Regions from separate parts of the Rattus norvegicus genome. Here region 1 is linked to region 2. The links are chromatin contacts, called in public Hi-C maps. All regions are on one chromosome and are shown on one strand. Each heading gives the region's core, a stretch centred on a gene start, on an enhancer-like site or on the middle of the called end of the contact. The rest is flanking DNA. Distances are from core to core; before and after follow the strand shown.

Region 1 (7,398 bases), core at 4,138-6,637, 500 kb after region 2:
TCTTTTCCCTTTGAGACTCATATAGCCCAGGCTGGCCTTGAACCTGCTTTGCAGTTAAGGATGGCCCTGAACTCTTAATCCTGCTGTCTCTACCTTCTGAGTGCTGGATTTACAGGAATGTGCCACTGTCGTGGAAAAGCCATTTCCAGTCCCTTTCGTTAGAGTGCTTCGGAATAAGAGAAGTCGGATAAAAGGAGGCAGAGACCACCCTACCTCTTTTCTAGTTCAAGCCCCTAATTGCATGATCAGTGACTGACCCTTAAAGCTTTCTTTCACTTCTCTGGGTTGTAATTTCGTCATCTCTTAACCTAGCACCAGAGATCGTGACATATTTTTATTTCACTGTTTCTCGGCAGACATATGGAGAAAGTACAATTTTACATGCAAGTATAAAGAGTTTTGCCTTTCAGCCCCCCCCCCCCCCCCAGGCCTGTGCGCATTTGCTGGTGACACATTATTTGTCATCGTTCTCTTAGCCCTATGCCATTGAGGGGCTTCTTTCTGAAGGGACGGGGTAATAAATGGTGATACGCGATAGCTAAAGTGGAGATATTTGTCACAGAGCTGTGCGGCTGCTCCCAGGGCTTACCTTTTTCCCCAGTTGCAGGAGCCAGGAGCCCAGATTTCCGACTTCAGAGATGCCTGTGCTTTAATTATAAAGCCAATGAAAATCAAACACTACCTTCTAACGTTGGAGTTAGATGTGAATTGAGTTAATTCATTCTACAGTGCGAATAACTGATAGCAGACCCTTAGCCTAAAGCAGAACAGAGAGTGCGATGAGAGCCAGAGAAGCAGCCCTGTGGGGAAGAAGGGATAATGCCACAGAAGGAGAGAAAAATGGCGCCTCCAGGAGTAAATCCCTCCTTTTTCTCTCCTGAGGCCAACCAGAAACCAGATACAAGGTCTCGGTGCAGACTATCCCAGACTCCCTCGTGACTCAGGGTAATTTTCAACACCAGGACAGGACTACAAAGGTCAGACGAGACTGCCAAGGCCACGCCCAGAGTCTGGAACAGCAGTTCTCAACCTGTGGGTTTGCAAACCTCCATCTTCAAAAATATTTACATTACAATTTGTAACAGTAGCAAAGTTACAGTTCTGAAGTAGCGACGAAATTAATTTTATGGTGGGGGGGGTGTCACCATAGCATGAGGAAGGGTGAGAACCACTGCTCTAGAGGGGTTATTTTTTAATGCAAAAAATTGTGGGGGGAGCTACGAAACATTTTACTATAGAGCACGAACATGTATACAGTCTAGCATAAACCATGCAAAGAGAAAAAAAAAAAAAAACTTCAATTCTAAAATCTCGTCCTCAGTTCCACAAATTTAACGGCATAAAGCACCCTTCCCACTCCCCAAGTAAAAGATTTCAAGATGGCACCCAGGGCAGACTACCGGGGGTAGCTTGCAAAACTAGCAGCTGTGTTCGTTCTGAGCCGAGTTTATGTGAGGGAAGGGGGCTTGGGAGACTTGCCCTTCCCGCCTCGTCTTAAGTCTTGAGGAATAATGCTTCCCTGAAGAATCGGCTTGCTTTATCCAGCTCAGAAGTGGGTTTGGAATCAGTTGCACCCAGCCTAACAGCGATCTGAGCAGCTGTGTGTATGCACGTGCAGTAGCTGGAGTGCACGCGTGAGCACGTGTTCGAACCTGCACGCAAACTGGGAACGGCGTGGGCTGTGCGAAGCCTGCGCTCTTGTTTCCATCTCTGACTTGCAAATGAAGCCTGTTTTCAAAACTCAGTCAGCCTGTGGGAGTGAGAGCCAGAAGATCCGAGGGAGTTTTTCCCACAATGCCTGCTGGGCCCCCGGAAGAAACAAACCTGGTGGTGCATACGGCGCGCGCGCGCGCGCGCGCGGGGAAGCCCATCTCCAGGTGAGGCCGATAAGGGTGATAAATACCATTTGCTGGCACGGGTTCCTAGGACAGAGCTGGCCACAGGAGTCGAGGTCCCCAGGACGTGAGGACCCCTTACAAAGCAGGCATTTATGAACTGGTTTGCTCTCCACTAATTAATTCCCCAGCCATTCACCAACAGTAACAATCCCTTCAATTAGAGGCCGGGGCCCTGGAAAGCCCTGGTGTTTATTGGAACTGACATCTGCATGGCCAAGTGTGACTGTGCTAATACGGAAATGCACAAAGGGAGCCAGAGTCCTCCCCCCAACTCCTGTAACTTTTAAGCAAGGATTTGGCTCTTTAAGGAGTTTTTAATTTGTGGCTTTGCACTTTGGTGGTTAGCTTGTCAGCGCGTTGCATCTGCTTCTCCTCCGTGGGCTCTGATGTTGCCCTGTTCTGGGTTCTGTCATGAGCTCATGAAAGGGACCTCAGACACCCTAGGGACAGAGCCTCAGGAACTAGAGTTAAAGTCTCCTGTGAGCTGCCATGTAGGTGCTGGTAACCAAGTGTGTGTCCTCTTTGCGAGCAGAAAGTGCTTGACAGCTGAGCGGTCTCTTCAGCCCTGGCTGTTGTTGTTGTTGTTGCTGTTGGCGATTTGTTTGTTTCCTGGTATTTTTAGGAAGTTGACTCTCACAATTACCCTATCCTGGGTAGACACCAGGCTAGATGGTACCAGACTGATTAAAGGAGTACACTCTTGACCACTGGGAAAGAGGATTAAACATGAGCAAATTCACAGATCTCTCTGCAAGGCAAGATTAAGACAGGCTGGTGCTAAGAGGAAGCCAGGGATAAGAGGGCAGGGATCCAGGGGAGATGCAGGCAGCTGGCTTGGGCCAGCTTTGTGGAAACCTTGGCTTCCACAGGCATTCACTAGGGGTCCAGAAAGCCAGTCTGGACACAGAAAGGGACCGGGTCATCTGAGGGCACACACTCTGAGGTGAGGGAGGAACTCACTGTGAGGCAGAGCATAGATTTGTCCTATGTAAGAGGATAGAGCTGATCATTTAAGGCTTGGCTGACCAGAGCATTGAATCTGCAATAATTTAGGCAGATGGAGACCAGTGGGATGTGGAAGTTACCTCAGGAGAAGCAGGTAAGACAATGAGGTAAGCAAGGGGAACTAGGGCATACAACTTAAGGCTCTGCCTTGTCTTGCCCTTGTAGGACACAACGGTGGTTTGGATATGATTTGAGGATGTTCCCCAAAGTTTTGTGTGCTGACAGCTTGACCCTCAGTGCAATAGACCTTTCAGAGATGGGATCTAGTGGGAGGTAACCAGGTCACTGGGGCACTACCCTAGGAAGAGATTGATGTAGTTCTCTTAGGGCTTAGTTACTTTCCCCAAGAGTGGATGGTTGTAAAGCAGTGAGCCTCACAGGAACTCTCTTGCCTGTTGTTTTGCCACCATCTGCCTCGCACACATTCCCATCGAGACACCACCTTCATGCTGTGGTGTAGGCAGCCACTGTCACCCCTTTCAGCCCCCAAAGCTATGAGAAAAGTAAAGCTCTTTACATGTGCATTCCTTGACCTTGGTGTTTTGTCATAGTAACATCGAACAGGCTCAAGAGGGCTCTGAGAGCAAGGTCCCCTTTCTGCAGTCCCATCTCAGGCCAGGAAGGAGCTAAGCAGGGGACAGCAGCTTTGTGGTTAGAGTCGAGTGTTGAAAAGATGGCGAAAGCTTTATGGAGGACAGACCAGAAAAGGGAGGGCTCAGATGCTAGTTTAGTTAGGAATGTACTTGTCTCGTAGGCATGGAGATCTGAATCTAGTCCCCAACACCCACAGTAAAATTCGTGGGGCGTGATGATATGCACTTGTAATCCCAGCCCTGGGGAGGCAGAGACAGGGAGATCCTGGGCTCACTGGCCACTGGTCTTACCTACTTGGTCAGTTACAGACCAGAGAGAGACTCTGTCTCAAAACCAAACCAAACAAGCAAATAACAAGACAAAACCCAACATTGACAGCTCCCAAGAGGGTCTTCTACTCTTTATGTACGTATGCATTATCTTATGCATGTGCCCCTGCACACATATACACACACATAGTCTCATGCTCACACATGCACATACTCACACATACACTCACGTACATACTCACACACACTCTCACATACACATACATACATAATCACACACAGTCACATGCACATACTCACAGTCACACATGCACGTACGTACACACACTCACACATATACACACTCACACATACACTCACATACACACATACACACTCACATACACATACACACATAAGTACACACGATCACATACACACTCACACTCACACATATACTCATTCACACATACTCTTATACACACTCACGATACACTCACATACACACACTCTCACATACAACCACACACATTCACACTCACACATAAACTCACACACACAAACATACACACACATACACATACACACTCAGACACACATACATACGCTCCCCCCCACAATACACATACACATCTACTCACACACACACACACACACACACACACACACACTCACATGCACATAACATATATACACACACATTCAAAGAACATGCATGGGGTTATACACAGAGTTAGTACAGAGAGAGAGGGTGCTAGCCCCAGACAGGACGGTTTGAAGGGCTTTAAAGGCAGTAAGCCACCCGATGGTTGATGAACATGGAGCCCTGGATGTGGAAGTTTAGTTCATCCCAGCTCTCCCAGCATAAGGACCTCGTTACAATAGACAGTCTGCGTGTATTTTAAGATCCTGTGTAACACAGGATGCATGTTAACACCAGCTGACCTAGAGAAGGGACCTCAGGCTCTGGGGACCTCAACCTAGTCCTAGACAACTCCCCAGGGGCACCAGGCTGTGAGTCCCTCTGCCCACACACCCATCTTTCCCTGTTTCCTTTTAAGAGGCTTCCAGAACATGTATTTCTCGGATCCTCCTTGAAGCCCGAGAACTCAACTTTTTGGGTTCAATTTCACTTCGTCTTCCTATTGTATCTTGCATTGCCCAACACCCCAGCCTGGCCCTCTCATTCCCTTCTGTCTCCCTCTGGCACTCATGTCATTAACAAAACTCCCCAGACCCTTGCAAAGCCCCTACAGCAGAACTGTCCCAGGAGACAAATGATGGATTTAATAAGCTTCCCCCTAAATGGCCTCAATCCCTTCCAGTTGATTAGGGGGAGAAAACAACCTCGGACTGCAGGACAGTTCCCGGGCAGGAGGTGAGGGAGGGAGAAGAAAGAAAGTCTCCCAGATCCCGGGCCTCAGGGACCAAATTAAGAAAGCGGCACCATTTATTCAAAATCAGATGAATGTCAGCGGAATGTTTGTCAAACAAACTTGTCATTATTTGTCACAATTTGAGGACGTACCCGTCAGTCGTCACACTGGAGCGTGTAACAGCTATTTATAGCTGCCAGCCGAGAGTTTTAACTCATGCGGGGCCAAGGCGCCACGCGGCACAAACAGATTTATTTATAATGATTGCGCGGCTATAAATAGTTTGGTTCGGCAAGCGTCGAAGAACGGCTCTGGAACGTTCTGCCAGTGCCAGCAGCAGGAGGGCTGACAGCGGGGAGATGAATCCTGGGTTTTTTTGTTTGTTTGTTTGTTTTGTTTTGTTTCGTTTCTCTTCTTCTTCCGGGACTCTTTCTGTATGTTCTTGGTCAGGGCACACACCCTTTCCTCAATGTCCCCTTTTGGAAGGGGAGCCGTTTCCAGGAGACCATAGAAGTTACTCACTTAATTAACATCTGCCCGGAGATCTTGCCTTGAAAGGGAGCCCAGTGCGGGGCATTGCGCCCTTTGTGCCCATTGGCGGACAATGAACTAATTACAGTCTCTTTTCTCCCGCAGGGTGGGGGGGCGGGGAGCGCGTTATCCTGTTATTCCAGGGAGCAGGCAACTCTCCAAAGGCTTGTTTATAGCTTCAGATTTAATTTGAACGGCAGCGTCCTCTCTTCCAAAATAAGAGGTTATCAGCAATGTACTAGTTTCTTATGTCAGCAGGACCCCAGCCAAGGAGCAAAGGGGGGAGGGGGGCGCGCAGGGGGAGGGGCCGAGGAGAGGGGCGGGAACACGTATGAATAAACTGAACACCAAAACCACATAGGTACCTCAGTGTAAAATCCGATCATTATAGCATCTGGCACAGGGGCAATAGCTGTCCGCTAGTCAGCCTCCGCCCCTGCCCTCAAGAATACACGCCCATTTATCACATTGAAAAGGCAGGTTTCATACCTCTTCCCAATTCCGTCTGCCAAAGCCGTAGACTCAGCTTTTCACGCAGCTGGTCTCAATTTTATTTTGCGATTTTTTTCTTTTCTTTTCTTTCTTTCTTTCTTTCTTTCTTTTTTTTTTTTTAAGAGAAAAGGTATGTCCATGAAAAAAGAATTTATTGGATCTTAATTTGCAAGATTAGTTCTGGTTCGTTTTATTGCTGTAATTTAATACTCATAATGATTTTCTGACACATATGTTTTAGCAGCAAGATCTACCTCCTGTTCATTTTTCATTTCGATACAGCTCGAGTAGATTAGGCTGGATGGCACGCGTCAGGGAGTGTGGCAACCCCGCGAGAAACTGGCATCAAACTGCTGCTGCTGCTGCTCCAAGCTGGCAGTGAGGCTCAGCTGGGCACAGGGGACCGGGAGGCAGAAGCAAGAAGCCCAACTTGAAGAGCCATTGCTTTGTTTGTATTTCCAGTCACATTTCTGTCTCAACTTACATCATCGTCGTCGTCGTCGTCGTCATCATCATCATCATCACTACTGTAATTAGTCGGGCCCTATCCAATCAAAAGCTGCAGCATCACCTCTGTTAGTGGTATAGGTTATGGGCACAAACCGAGAGTTTGGTTCTCTGGATGTCAAAGAAGGGAAGGCTCTGGAAGTTTCTGCCAAAGGCAGTGTCAGGGCAAGTAGACATCAGTAGCAGAGAGGTGAATCCTGTAAGCGTTTGTCTCTTCCCTGGAACCCTCAGTGCTGCAGGACCCAGAGCATGATCTGCCCGCTCTGAGCCTAGTGTGGGGGGTCCCCATTCTGCGACAATTAAATTCCCTACCTGAATCCCCTTTTGTTTCTGCACAGACACCTTCTGCCATATGTAGCAGGCTGTCTTAGTTAGGGTTCTTTTGCTGGGAAGAGACACCATGGCCATAGCAACTCTTCTAAAGAAAGAACATTTAATTGGGACTGGCTAACAGTTTCGGGAGTTTAGTCCATTTTTGTCATGGTGGGGAGCATGGTGGTTCACAGGCAGACATGGTGCTAGAGAGGTAGATGAGACTTCTCCATCTTGATCTGCAGGCAGCAAGAAGAGAATCGGCTTGAGTTTCTGAGACCCCAAAGCTTACCTGCTAGGGATGCACGTCCTCCAAAAAAGCCACACCTAGTCCAACAAGGGCACACCTCCTAACAGTGCCATTCCCTATGGGTCAAATCACCATACAGGCTCTCTTGGTAAATACTCGTAGAGTCAAGGCAGGATTCCCTTCTA
Region 2 (7,302 bases), core at 576-3,075:
CAGCCCTCTGCAATGCGGATGTATTTTAATTCTTAAATTCCTTATGGAATAGCTTGTAAGTTGAGCTTCATTATTTAATCTTGCCTTTCTTTCATAGTTAAGTTTACGTGTATAGATTAGGATCAGCTCTCCGGAAGAGGTATTCAGGTTTTCCATTAAATACACACACATATATATACATATTTTACAAAAGCACTGCCCCAAAGGTCATCTCCCATTATACACTCCACACTAACCAAAAAGGGAAAACATTAAGACCAAATTATCGACCCTAGTTAAATAAAACTTTCTTATAAGGTCGCATTTTTCTTTATGTACCTTCAAGGACCCTTTTTTTCTGGAAAAAGGAAAATGTGTTCTTTGCTCTAAAGCATATGTAGCTAACCACCGGATCACTCGAGTGCATATTTGGTTAATCCCCCGATTCCCCTCTATACTCCCTCCCCCCAAACTTACCAAAAAAAAGCCACTACACAAAACAAAAACACTCCCTATGCCAAGCAAAACGCTGCTATACTATGCACAAAACAAATGTAACCATTACAACCCATTTCAGAAACCCAGTTTACAGGACGAAATTATTCGTACTAACAGTTGCACTCACTCAAACACATACACTTTTACATGAGCTATGTTTTCCCCCTCAAACTAGAAACCATGATTTCTTTTTAGAATCAAAACCAGCCTCTTTATAAAAGTCAATACCAATAAATGCATTCCCTGTAACATAATTCCCAACTGGGTTATGTTGCAAACTAGATAAGCCAAAAACGGCCACATATATTAAATGTGCAAGATCGCCATAATCGTACTCTGAATTGCAACTTAAAGAGCTTCCAACACACACACCTTACACGATTTTCCAAATAACACTAATAACCGGCTCATTTGTATGCAAAGTGCAATATGGGGCCAAATCCTCCCGAGAATGCAGTTAGATCACTGCAGCCCCCCCCCCCCACACACACACACACAGAACCCCAACCTCCACCAAAACCCCTTGCCTTTCATCTAAAGTACATTAACGTTGTGTCATTCGAGGTCAATTTATATACTTGAGGTATCTGTACACCAGTCTGTTTTCTCAACCAAACTAGGCAGACACGACTTTGCCTGAAAAGCCCTTTCGGAAAAAGAAAGAGCCTTATCGGACGCTACGTTTAGAACCTTTCAGCTGCAGAATTATCTATAAACTTGACATTCACAGCCATCGCTTAAAACTGCAAGCCAAAGGATGTGTTGTTAGGAGCACTTACGTATTTCTTCTGAATGATATTCCTCTTGGGTCTTTCCTTGCTCATTCTGAGATCCAAATGCTGATTGCAAAAGGGGACAATTGCTTCATGAATTTAAAGCCGTCAGAAATTTGCAAAAAAATATCCTGGTGGTTTTTATTGTTGGTGGTGGTGGTTGATCTTGTAATCCGACTTTTCTTCCTCTTCCCCCAAAGCCAGATTCGCCTTGAAATAAATCCGAAATTGAGAAGGATAAAAGAAAAAAAATAAAAAGAGCCAAAGACGAACGAAGCAAACAAGAAAAATTCACTTTAGTAAAACACTCATAATGGAAAATTTCCCCCGAAACATACAACAGACACAAAAAAAAAGAAAAAAAGAAAAAAAAACCGACGCCCTTCACTCCCCCCCTTTTTCTTCCAAAAACTACATCAGCGAAACGTGAAGGTCCTTAGCATCTGATCTGTAGTTACATCTTGAAAAAGAAAAAGGAAAGATAAATTTAAAACGTTGGAAGTCACGTTTGTGCTGCAGCAGCAGTGCGAGCAGAAGAGTCAACTCCAGCGGCGGCGGCGGCGGCGGCAGCACCACAGCGGAGGGCTCGCCGAGTCTCTTTTTTCCAAGCCCCCTAACCAATGAGAGAGAGGCTATCCAGCCCAACTTTAAATGGACTCTGCTTTTATACAAGTTAGGGCTCCTCGGCTAATTCGCCATCTCTCGCCAGCCGAAAACTCCCACAGCTGAGCCCCCGCACGCCTGCCTACCCTTTGCCCACAAACCCTGGCCCAGTGCAGAGAACTCCCGCAGCCCCGTCGACGAGACCCCGGAGAGGCCTCAGCGAATCCTTTGCGGGCCGCCCGTCAGGCGCCTCTCCCATGCCGAGCCCAGTCCTGGAATTGAGAGAGGCTCCCTAGCTCAATGCATGGCACGCTCGGTCGCTCCACCTCAGCCCCTTTCCCCCCGGCAGTCCGCTCACCCAACAGTCGCCGCATGCAAGCCTTCGCCACTGCCCTCACGTCTACCTGCAGCCGGGCAGCAGGGTACCACTGCCCCAGGACGCCCGGCCCGGGGGAGAGCCGCCTATTCCCGGGGCACCTTAGAATAGTCCCCTTGATCTTCTGGAAGTTGTAGTCCCTTGACTACAAAATGGCTATGGCCACGGAAGCTAAGAACTACAATTCCCAGCGTGCCCCACACCTCCTGTCACTCAACTCCCTTCCCTGAGGTCTCCCCCTCCCCCTTCCCCAGCCCTGCCAACAAACGCTTGGACGTGTCCCGCGTGCGACACTGCTAGAGGGTGGCTCGGGATTGGCCCGCGGAGCGTGTGGTCCGGGAGCGAGGAACTCCCCACGCCGGCCCGCCCCCAGTCCCCTCCCCGCGGGCCGCCGGCCCGGCCCCGCGCGCCCCGCCCCCACCCCGGGCGCGAACCGCCTGTGGAATCGAGGAATCGCGCGCGAGAGCGCGCCGCGGGCCCGCGAGGGAAAGCCGCCAGGCTTCCCCGGGGAAGGCCTCGGAGCGTGGCGGCGCGGGGGGCGGTGTCAGCGAGGGCTTGGAGCGGGTCCTAAGCAAAAAAAAAAAAAAAAAAAAACTGGGCCACGCACCAAGAGGAATCCTCGGTGCGAACTCGCTGATCGGCGGCGTCTGCTGCTTCTGCCGTTGCAGGCGGTGTCACCTCAGGACAGCGCCCGTGTGCCGAGCAAACGCCGCGCGGCCGGCCGGGGTGGTCCGAGGTCACGGCTTAACGCCGGCCGGCGGCCGCACGCGAGCCCACGCGCGGAGCGGAAGGGAGGGCAGCCTCTGGGCTAGGCACGCGGCCTCGTGGTCGCCAGCCCGCGTATCTCCGGCCGGCGCGACACTAGGCCAGCGCTGGTGGCTCGGAGGTGAAGCCCCGCCGTCTCTGAAGACGGTTAAGGGGGTCTTTACCCTCAAGACTAGGGCTGTCCGCGAGTGAGACTCAAACGCTGAGGTGAAAACATCCGCGGAATATGGAGACCGAACCACACACAGGCCGACCGTAAGGAAACGTCTCGAACACTGAGTGCCCAAAAGACCAACGGTCTGTGCCCCACAGCCTTACCTGCCCCAGCCCCTGCCCAGGCTCGCCAGTCGCTCAGATCAATGGATCGCAGGCCCTGCTGTCGCTCTCTGGGGCATTCGCACTCGCAGTAACTTTATCAAGTCTCACGGCAGCTTCTGCGCTAATTTCCTGGTTCTAACCTATGGTCTTCAAGGTCCTGTTTTTCAAATCTGACTGGCTAGCCTCAGGAAAAAACGAAAAGGCTGGAGCCTCTCCCCTCCACCTGCATGCACATTGTATTCTTCCTCCGGTTCCCGGCAGTTCAGCACTCGAGTCACGACCACTGCGTATTAGTTGCAACAGTCGTGGTGTCTAGAAAGTTCCAAAAAAGCGAGTTAACACCTATGGGTTCAAATGGCACAGTGACCACTTCAGACAAGTAAGCAATGGCTTTCCGAAGCTTCTCACAGTTTCCACATCTACAAGTTGACTCTGGCCAAAGCTTACGAGGATTCTAAAGTAACAAAAACCTAGTTTAGAACCAGGCAGGTAACTGGACTCTTTTATGCGTTGACATGACTCCCTTACTTAAAAATATATACATACCTCATTATTAGTCTTTTTTTTTTTAAGTTTCTAAAACACGTTCATTTTACAATCCGGAAAAAAATTAACTGCCCGTGTGTCCTAAATGTTGCACAAATTGTACATTGTTTCCATTTGGTCGGAATGGTCGAATGCATTCTCTTTTACAGTTGGGTTTTGACCACCCAAGTAACTTTATAGTCGTCTTGCCACAAGGTGATTTCCAAACCCATTCTGTTCATTATAACCTGCTCACTAGAGGTGTCTGCTTTCTCCACATCGTTATGATTTTAAACAGCTCTGCGTAAATTTCATGTCATGTCTGTCAGACCCAGGCAATTATTAAAGAACAAAGGTGAGTTTCTTGTAGGTTTCTTGTGGGCCAAGTTGGGGTCCTCAGTCCTGGGCCTGCGAAGTCTCCTGCCAGACTTACCAACTCCTAGTCACAGGCAGTAGGAGAAACCATTCTGTTAGTGTAGTGGAGGCCTAAGGGGTTATAGAGGAGGAATTTGCTCATTTCCATAAGGGCTTAGATAATGCTAGTGTTGTTTTCCTTGTAAAGGAAAATGGATTGTCCTTTGTGGTTTAAAGTCTTCCCTGCTGTGGGAGTGACTATCTCCTGATGACTACTATCCCCCACCACCCAGGCCAGGCCAAATATTACGTTTGTTTCCCCCTTTTTTTTTTTATTTTTTTGGAGGTCTAATTTGCTTTTTCTTGTGATGATTTTTTTTTTTTTTTTGGTTCTTTTTTTCGGAGCTGGGGACCGAACCCAGCGCCTTGCGCTTCCTAGGCAAGCACTCTACCACTGAGCTAAATCCCCAACCCCTCTTGTGATGATTTTTAACTCGTAAAAGAACTAGGAGTGGATTCCTCTGGACCACATGCAAGTTCTGTCCTTCTCTATGAGGATACAGAATCCTCTCTAAATTAGCACATCACAGGACCTGGTAAATGCAAGCCCATACTCCTGATTCTCCCCAGGTAGTGGCTACAGGACAATCTGGAGGTAAAGGGCAGCCTAGAATACATGAGACAATCTTTTTTTTTTTTCTTCTTTTTTCTTTTTTTCGGAGCTGGGGACCGAACCCAGGGCCTTGCGTTTGCTAGGCAAGCGCTCTACCACTGAGCTAAATCCCCAACCCCACATGAGACGATCTTTAAAAAAAAAAAAAAGAAGGGGTTGGGGATTTAGCTCAGCGCTAGAGCGCTTGCCTAGCAAGCACAAGGCCCTGGGTTCAGTCCCCAGCTCCGGGGAAAAAAAAAAAAGAAGAAAAATTTCAAGGGTCAGTGGTAATACTGTCTATTTTTCTTCCTTTCTCTTGAACTCAGAAATTAGCAGGGCTCTGCCTCCCGGGTGAGGGAATTAAAAGCCAGTGCCACCAAGCCATAATGTTTTGTATTCTCTTCTGAGCCTCAGGAACTTGATAGAGTTGAAAAGGTGTCTTTTTTTTTTTTTTTTTTTTTTTTTGGTTCTTTTTTTCGGAGCTGGGGACCGAACCCAGGGCCTTGCGCTTCCTAGGTAAGCACTCTACCACTGAGCTAAATCCCCAGCCCTCATTTTTTAATATCTCAAACAAGCTCCAATGGCCAACATTTAGGCTATTGACAGACAATTAAGCAGCTATGATCATCTCCCAGTCCCACTTTTGGCACAGCTATTTTTACTTTTGTATTAACAAGATCCATTTTAGTATCATACAGTGCTCAGTTAAGCCTGACTGCTTAACCTACTCATTCCTGAATGTCCCTTGATATTTCAGCTACTTCTTTAAAAAAAACAAAAAAACAATCTGTTTAAATGTTTTCAGGGTTGCATGTGTGGATGCCACAGAGGCCAAACGCATAGGATTCCCTGGAACTGGAGTCATTAAAGGTTATGAACCACCTGTCATGGAGCCCGGGAAATAAAGTGTGGTGGTTTGAAGAGCACTTAAAGCCATCCAAGCATCTCCCCACTTCCACACCCACTCCCCCCCCCTTTTTTTTTGAGAGTCTCTGTGTAACCCAGACTGTATCGAGTTCCTACTTTTCTTTGACCACATTTTAATTATTTATGTGTGGATGTGAATGAATTGGAGAGCAATCTTCAAAAGTCCGTTCCTTCCCTCCAACACGTGAGTCCTGTGGAGAGAGAACTGAACTCGGATAAAATTTGATGGCAAGCACTTTTATCCCCTAAACCATCTCAGAGGCTCCTTGATAAAGCTTTTGAGCTTAACATTTTAGTTCTACTATATGTCCTGATTGTGTTACTTTCGTATCTTATCCTTAATTATATCAAAAAGTTCAAGGACCCATGATCTCCTCATATTGAGACAAACCTTAGGCAAATGGTTGAATCAACACGAATCAGGTGTCTCTACATAGCTGGCCTGCAACTCACAAAGATCCACCTGCCTCTGTCTCTCAGTTGCTGTGATAGAAGGCAGCCCTACCACACCTGATCCTTCAGCCCATCTGGATGTCAGGTGTGTATCATCTATAAGATGAAAGGGCTTAATTCAGTTATCACCAACGGCTTCTCCGGATCTCACCTGGTCTAATTCTAACGACCTTGTGCTGTTTGCTGGCCCCAAACAGGCTTAAATGCAAACTGCTGTGTAAGAATTGTTAGGGCAGGCCTCTTGCCTGTTACCAGTTGCCTAGCGCATCAATTGAGTTCTTCCTCTCCCCCCTCCCCAGACACTCCCAGGTTGGGTCTCAATGTGTAGCCCTGGCTGGCCTGGAATTTGCTATGTAGGCTGGCCTGGAATTCAAAGTTCTACCTGCCTTTGTGCTGGGATTAAAGGCCTAACTTTTCATTTGAATATCTTTGTATACTTTTTAAAGCACTTCAACAGCAAGGAAGGACACTGTAGTGAACATCTTTAATCTCACCTCTCAGGAGGCAAAAGCTGGCAGATTTAAAAAAAATATATAACATAATGTAACACATAAACAACATAAATGAAAGTAAACTTTACCAACTTCCCCGCTTCAATATAAAATGAAGCATTTAAGTGTGTTTTTCTGTTTTGGATTGGTTTTTGTTTGTGTTGCAGGGTGGAGGTGGGGGTTATGTTGTTTTATTATGTTGGGTTTTGTTTTGTTTTTAAGGTTTTATTTTTTGTATCTGAGTCCACTGTCATCTTCAGACACACCAGAAGAGGGCATCAGATCTCATTACAGATGGTTGTGAGCCACCACATGGTTGCTAGGAATTAAACTAAGGACCTCTGGAGGAGCAGCCAGTGCTCTTAACCGCTGAGCAGTCTCTCCAGCCCTATCCAGTTGGTTGGGTTTTGAGACAGTTTTGTTGTGTACCCCTGGCTATCCTGGAACTTGCTTTGCAGACCAGGCTGGCCTTAAACTCACAGAAATCTGCCTGCTTCTGCCTCCTGAGTACTGGAAATAAATGAGGGTAACCACCACTGCCACCTAGATCTGATTTTTTTTAAAGGTCACGCATTCTGTTCCACCAGC

Evidence for each region. A called contact is a pair of places that touch in the nucleus more often than the background predicts.
Region 1: a contact with region 2 is called in a Hi-C map of psoas muscle, with 2.8 times the contacts expected there. The contact joins the enhancer-like site here to the promoter of Jarid2 in region 2. A contact is called at or near these places in 1 of 12 Hi-C or Micro-C datasets (psoas muscle) and 1 of 1 datasets of contacts at active chromatin or transcription factors (oligodendrocytes).

The regions. Positions count from the first base shown.
Region 1 is chr17:20,659,299-20,666,696 of GRCr8, forward strand. It overlaps the pseudogene LOC103694056. Among named protein-coding and RNA genes, the nearest start is that of RGD1596092, 110 kb to the right of the region's middle. Within about 2 kb of position 5,388, at least 18 of the 93 cell types and tissues checked have an H3K27ac peak or open chromatin away from gene starts, as enhancers often do.
Region 2 is chr17:20,160,145-20,167,446 of GRCr8, forward strand. Jarid2 (jumonji and AT-rich interaction domain containing 2) reads right to left here and starts at 1,826. Exons shown (of 18, transcript NM_001427247.1): 1 at 1,257-1,826. The coding sequence starts at 1,301. It overlaps Jarid2l1 (jumonji and AT-rich interaction domain containing 2 like 1), which reads left to right and starts at 2,154. Exons shown (of 3, transcript XM_063276985.1): 1 at 2,154-2,275; 2 at 2,532-4,192; 3 at 5,649-6,071. The coding sequence starts at 2,154. The coding sequence ends at 3,186.